2 separate regions of the Triticum aestivum genome follow, and region 2 is linked to region 1. Evidence: chromatin contacts called from public Hi-C data. All regions are on one chromosome and are shown on one strand. Each heading gives the region's core, a stretch centred on a gene start, on an enhancer-like site or on the middle of the called end of the contact. The rest is flanking DNA. Distances are from core to core; before and after follow the strand shown.

Region 1 (3,225 bases), core at 215-2,714:
CAGTGGAGGTTCTTGGGTGTGGCGGAATTATGTACACGGGACGGCACGTCGATGGGCTCTTGAGGTTCCTCCATGGACGCAGACCTGCACGTACGCTCAGCACCGCCGCGTCGCTCTCAGATGTTTTGGCTTGCGTTCCATCATCTGGGTGTCGGTCGAGAGAGACACGAGCACAGCGACTCTGCAACCAAACTGCTCTCGAGGCAAGCACGCCCGTGGATGCGATGATGGTGATAGGTGCCCGCCGCTGTTTTGTCCTCCGTGCGGGCTTTGCCGCGGCGAGAAAGCTCCGTCACAGCTGGCCGCATTGCATCTGCAGGAGGAGCGACTCGTCGAGGTCGACGACCATGCCGTCCATGAACGAGCCCTGGTGCTCGAGCTTCACGCTGCCGTAGGGGTGGCCGCCGCCGAGCGTCCCCGGCTGCAGCGTCGACGGCACGAAGGCGTGCCGTTGCCCGCCGTACGGCGGCGAGGGCTTCGTGTCGACGGTGGTGAGCGCGGACGGCGGGGACCCCGAGGGGCTGCCGCGGTCGTCGTCGTCGGGCACGTTGACGGTGGTGATGTCGTGGATGCTGGAGCGGCGCTTGTTGTCCTTGCCGCCGGAGGTGAGCCGGATGAAGTACTTCTGCGCGTGGCTGGCCACCTGCGTCGGCGTGCGGCTCGTCACGTAGTTGCGGGAGATGTTCCTCCAGTCCCCTCGCCCGTACTTCTTCAGCCCCTTCAAGAACAGCCTGCACGCGGAGCACGAACGCGATCAGATTTCCGCCACCAAGAATCCAAGCACAAGAAGAAGATCACGAAGATGGCGGCTTACCGGTGCTCCTCCTCCGTCCACGGGACGCCCTTCTTCCGCTCCTGGTCGGCGCGCCCGCGCTTGAGGCAGTAGCCGCGCCTGAACCCGCCGGCGCCGGCGGCGCCGCCGTCCCAGTCCAGGGTGAACCCGGACGAAGGGGACGAGCTGTCGTAGTGAGGGAACGGGACCAGCCCGGCCTCGATGAACCCCACGTCGTTCTCGAGGGCCCGGTAGTGGTTCACCACGTCGGCGACCGTCTTCCGGGGCAGCATCAGCGCGACCATCTCCCACCGGTCCGGCGCGTCCAGGTCGATCGCCGCGAGCGCCTCCTCGAACACCTTGTTCTCCTCCAGCGTCCACGCGCCCCCTCCGCGACGCTCCGGCTGCACGGCCCAGCACGGCTGCCCGGCGAAGTAGGGCGCCGGCGGCGGCAGCACGTCCGCCCACGCCTCCGCCATCATGTCGGCTCTAGTTGCTGCTACCTGAGCTGGCTTAGGGACGGCGAGCAATGGAGGAAGGCAGGAAAGTGGCGAAGGGGGGAGGTGGAAGGAGGCGCGCCTATATAGGGGAGGACCGGGGGAGTATCAAATTCCGGGCGGCTACAAAAAGTGGCCGGAGTTTATTCCGCCTCCACCGTTGGAGGCCTTGAGGAGATGAGCAAAAAGAAAGTGGATGCTTGTGATTGGGCCTTGGTGGAGTTTGTGGCCTCTCAACCAAGCACAAGAGGTAAAAGAGGAGAGTGCTAGCTAATAGTAACAAGATTCAGTTTTGTTGAATATATGTCTTGCTTTTTCAGACATGTATGAATTATTTTAACCGGAGGAATTGAATTTTTGACAAATCACTAAGGGGAGAGGATACATACCCGAATGCATTACTCAAAGACGAGTAAAAGGCGAGCTTTCCAATTGTGCGCTAGAGCGTGAAGAGAGGTATTGACGCCATGGCATGAAGGCATCCTTCTTAGAGACACTTTCGTATAAAGTTCAAAGAGTGAAGTCGCTAGCTAAATTTCTAACATTGGTCCTTGCAAAGTGGAGTTCGTTGCCAAAGACAAGCATGTTTCTGGAATCCCAAATCTTCCATAACAAGGAAAGAGCAATCGATGGCGAAATATCGTCATGGAGATCCGACAGCGTGGGGACAACCCAAATGAGCTCGATGGAGGGTGGCACCGGGTGAAGTAGGCCATCCCACATCTGGATGGCTACTGGGTACTGAACATGTGAAGGTCGTCATCAACTGGAGCCTCGCATCTAGGGCAGCAGTGGCCGTTGGGGTGAATTTTTTTTTTTTGCAAAAGGGGTGATGGTTTTCTTGAAGAGGTTGCTCTTGGAATTGAGTCGATCCTTGAAGAGACGAAATCGAAGGAATTGATCATGTTCCATAACTAGGATATGTAGGTGTACAATTTTTTGTTACACATGTAAGAAGTTATTCAGATTGTTTTTGAAACATGTTTTTATGAGACATTGTACAAAGTACAACATTATTGTGGCAGATATAATGCAAAGTAAAAAAAACTTGCACCACATAGCATATGTGCCTCCCTTTTGATAGCCGTAGGCATCGAAACCTAAGCCGCCATCTCCCACCTCTCCATCCTCCCTTCCCCTTGCCATTGCTTGGTACTAGTGGTTGGCCTAAGCCCCGACACTGGTCAATGAAGGCTGCGGTAGGGAGGTCTTTCGTCTGGTAGCCCTCAATGATGAGATGCAACCTATGAGCGATGGCTTGAGGCATAGAGCATGGTTGTGCAGCAGCAATGGTGGATTTTGTGTATGGGTAGGCGGTCTCTGGTGACGACGTCGGTGGCCACAATCCTATCACTAGGTACGCGTGCGGCAGCATCTGCCTGTTGTCTTACTTGGGCGCGGAGGTGACGACACGCTCCTGCTCTGCTAGGCGATTGCAGTGCCGGTACGGGGGATCTTGGATCTTCATAATCAGCGGCAACGATGATTATGTTTTGTCGCCACAGACAGAATGATGGAGCATGAGGACGGTGTGGGGTTGCCGAAGCATCCCGAATTGGGATTTTGGCAGTGCCAGTGACCTTTCTACCTCATCAATCTCCGTCACATGTGCGATGACAACCTTTGCTATTCGAGCCTTTGGTGTTGACTATATCTTGTTGTGGCTCGACTACTTGTGCGAGCATGGTCATTGTGTGGCAGTTCATGTCAATACCATATTGCACATGTAGGTGTCGGGATCGGGAATTGGTGGTGACAACAGATGATGACTTTGATTTGTTGGTGCTTCTCAAGTATCGATCCCGAGCTCCGGGGTGAACCCGAGGTCTAGCCCTAATTGGTTATGTCTGGCAATGTGTCATTACCTTATTGAGGCATTGCTCAGATTTGCAGGGACTTAGTCTTCATGGTGAAATAGCCTTTGGCGGTTCGATCTGGCGACGATGACGCTTGAGC
Region 2 (3,225 bases), core at 536-3,035, 170 kb after region 1:
TCCCAAAATCTAAGGTGTGTTAGCTTTTGACTTCAGATATTATCTCTTGTACGATTAGGACAAGCTAACCATTGCTATTTGTGGATTGGCTAACCACGTTTGTGAAAGGATGTCGCGAAGGAAAACCATGGCTCGGTAATTTGTGACCAAGCTTGCATTAATTTTCATGCCAAAAGCTTAGACGCCCTACACAATGGGAAGGCGGGAGTAACGTTCTAAACAAATAATAGAATTAAAATTCTCTCTCACCACAAAAAAAGGGACAAATCTAGCATTGCATCAGATGCATAAGAACTTTTGACGAAGAGCATTTACACTATATCTATTGTAAATTGTTTGGAGGCCATAACACAATATGGAAGGCCACAAGGCAACCTACTTATTATCCGTTCCTTGATCAGGTAGCAAGATGTACGGCCCCCCTCTTTCTTCTATGAGAGCTTAGAGTTCAGTCCAAAAGCTCCCGATATTGCCTACCTGATGAAAGATTGACAATGTCGTTTTCACCGCATTTTTTCTTCTTCTATTGTGATGGTTTTGCCAAAAAAAACTATGTACCCATGGATGCTTGTTGTTTGGATCATGGTGTCCTCCTTACAAATCATCCACCAAATAAGAGCACACTTATAATTTGTCTAGATTAGCAATGACACTGACTGTTGGTCGTCTTATATTGTTGAATACTCTCCTAGACATTGCTCATACACAAATAAACATAATCGTTGAATATTTTCCACGGTGATTCCGGGTCAAAGAATCATCCCTTGTATCAACTCCAAAATCCATTAAGTTTACACTTCATATGGAAGCATTTATCCTAAATTTATTTCGGCATTTCCGGCGATATGCGTTCAGATGTTTTCGTCGACTATGAGACGCTTACGATGACTTTATAAAATCTTAAGATGACATGTCGACTTAGTCTCTCGTAGGTGCTCATAGGGGTATGGTGTGCGTGTGTGTTTATATGGGTGTGTATGCGCGTATATATACGAGTGCTTGCGTCTGTACTGTGTTCAAAAATAAATAAATATAGGAAAATAAATTCGAATTTCTAGCCAGATTTATTAATAGTACTATAATCATTTGGTCGTTTTACTCCGCAGCCTGGGTCTTGGGGTTTTGCCTGGTTGCCCGCCCAGCGCTCACCCGCCGTACGTAGCAATCGAGGTTGGAATGGGATCCTTCGCTGTCGTGGCCCACGTCGACGTGACCAACTACCGCCCGCCCCCGGCGGTGACTGACGCGGTGCGGGCCTCAGCTGTTTCGTCCGCGGCCGATGCGGTGTCGGGCGCAGATTGAGCACTCCTCTCCCACTCGGCGCCGTGGACAATTTTAAACCCGGCGACCTGCGACCCTGCCACGAATTCGTGCGCCAAGTACTCCCGCTTTTCAACGGCCCGCGTATACAATATTTGTCGCGCGGTTGCGTAGTTGGGTGATTAGTTACGCCATGTACAATGCATAGCCTTAAGGTGATGCCTCATATGCCATGTATGATCAGATATGACGTAAAGTAGGTTTGGATAGAAAAACAGGATCCTTTTCAGAAGGCGGGTGTTTGAAGAAAAAAATGTGGTGCGATGACAAAAGTTAAAAAGGTTAGAGTAAAAAGTAGAGATGCATGTATATTAGAGTTTTTATTTTCTATTTTTTAATAAGGCCCACTCCTACTGGGAAGAAAAATAAATGTAGATGTCTCAAATTAATTTTTGGCATGGGGCATATGTATCCATATGCCATCATTGTACATGCCCTTAGAATCCGGTGCGGCGGCCATTGAGCTCTGCCGGTTCGGGTGCGGATGTGGAATCCAGCTGAATTCCGTCCTATCGTTCATGAGGCGCCGTAAGGATCCTGTGTGTGTACATTTCTTTTCACACACTTTAGCAATATTCTACTGGTATCCCGCTGCCGTAGAAAGCCATCGACAGCCGCCCGTGCATATCTGAAAGCGTCTCGTACGCTTAACTGACAAGAAACGTGATCAGGCACGCAGTGGACGACCAAGGAACGCCAAAGTGGGCTAAGAACCATGCTCCGTTAGCGGGCTGCGACGGATCGCGCTATGGACTACGGGCCGTCTAGAAGCGTTTTAGCTTCTTCTAAAAAAAAACATTTTTAGCTGGTTAGCAAACTTTTGGGTTAAGTATAGTATACCTCCGTCTCAAATTACGTGTTAGATACATCTGTATCTCCCGTAAAAAAGGAAGATACATCCGTATCTATATAAATGAAGGCTAATAATTCAGGATGAAGGGAGTATGATACAATAAAATGGCGATGAATATATCATCGACTCGTCTAAAAGCCTACACTATATTATGATCTAGCCCATAATTTCGCCTGAGATAGCTTTTTTTGAGGGCTTCATCGGAGATACTAGTGGTTAGTGGATATGGCAGGAGCTCCTATTTATCATGCGGGTCGGCAGAATTCCACCAATCAAGCACACCCCCCGCCCCCTGTGCGGGTTGGACGCTCCTATTTTTATTCTTTCATTTTCCATTTTTTCCATTTTTGTTTTCTACTTCCAGAACTGTTCACAAATACCAAATTCCAAAAAATTGTTTGGGATATCAAAACCTGTTCATGAATTAGTTTTTTCTTATGAATTTTAGAAAATCACGAATTTAAAAAATGTTCTGGATTTCATAAAATTTTCATGAACTCAAAAAGTGTTCACAACTTTTAGAAAATGTTTATGAATTAAAAAAATCATAGTCCAAAAATGTTTAGTACTTTTAACACATGTCCCTGAATCCCAAAAAATCATCATTAATTTGAAAATACGTACGGATTTCAAAACATGTTCATTGATTCCAGAAATGTTCACAAATTTTAAAATTATTCCTAAATTTCGAAAATTGTTCTCCTATTAAAAAATGTTCATGAATTGAAAAAATGTTCGCAAAATTCAAAAATTCTTCCTGAATTTCAAAAAATGTCCACAAATTTGAAAAATATTCCGAGTTTTAAAATAGAAAAATGAAAAGGAAATAATGAAAAGAGGATTGATCCTAACCCATTGCTCATTATGTTGATTCCTTCTTTATTGTTTATTAAAAAAAACTCTCTACCATTCGGTTCATTAGTTTAGGGAAAATAGAACCTGCAGAAATGCTCACTTCTTTTCTAAAAGGCTTAAAGGCAATGAATATTTTTCACTTGGAAACTAATAAGAAATGAATTCAAATCATAGTTCAATATAGACTTTTTCTCTTT

Evidence for each region. Hi-C and Micro-C count contacts between places; a contact is called where the count stands out from the background.
Region 2: a contact with region 1 is called in a Hi-C map of leaf, with 3 times the contacts expected there. The contact joins the enhancer-like site here to the promoter of LOC123062628 in region 1. A contact is called at or near these places in 3 of 5 Hi-C or Micro-C datasets (leaf and an unstated tissue).

What each region holds. Positions count from the first base shown.
Region 1 is chr3A:616,814,871-616,818,095 of IWGSC CS RefSeq v2.1, forward strand. It overlaps LOC123062628 (transcription factor DIVARICATA), which reads right to left and starts at 1,465. Exons shown (of 2, transcript XM_044486230.1): 1 at 815-1,465; 2 at 1-731. The coding sequence starts at 1,254. The coding sequence ends at 293.
Region 2 is chr3A:616,983,621-616,986,845 of IWGSC CS RefSeq v2.1, forward strand. No RefSeq gene overlaps it. Among protein-coding and RNA genes, the nearest start is that of LOC123062629, 42 kb to the right of the region's middle. Within about 2 kb of position 1,786, at least 1 of the 8 cell types and tissues checked has an H3K27ac peak or open chromatin away from gene starts, as enhancers often do.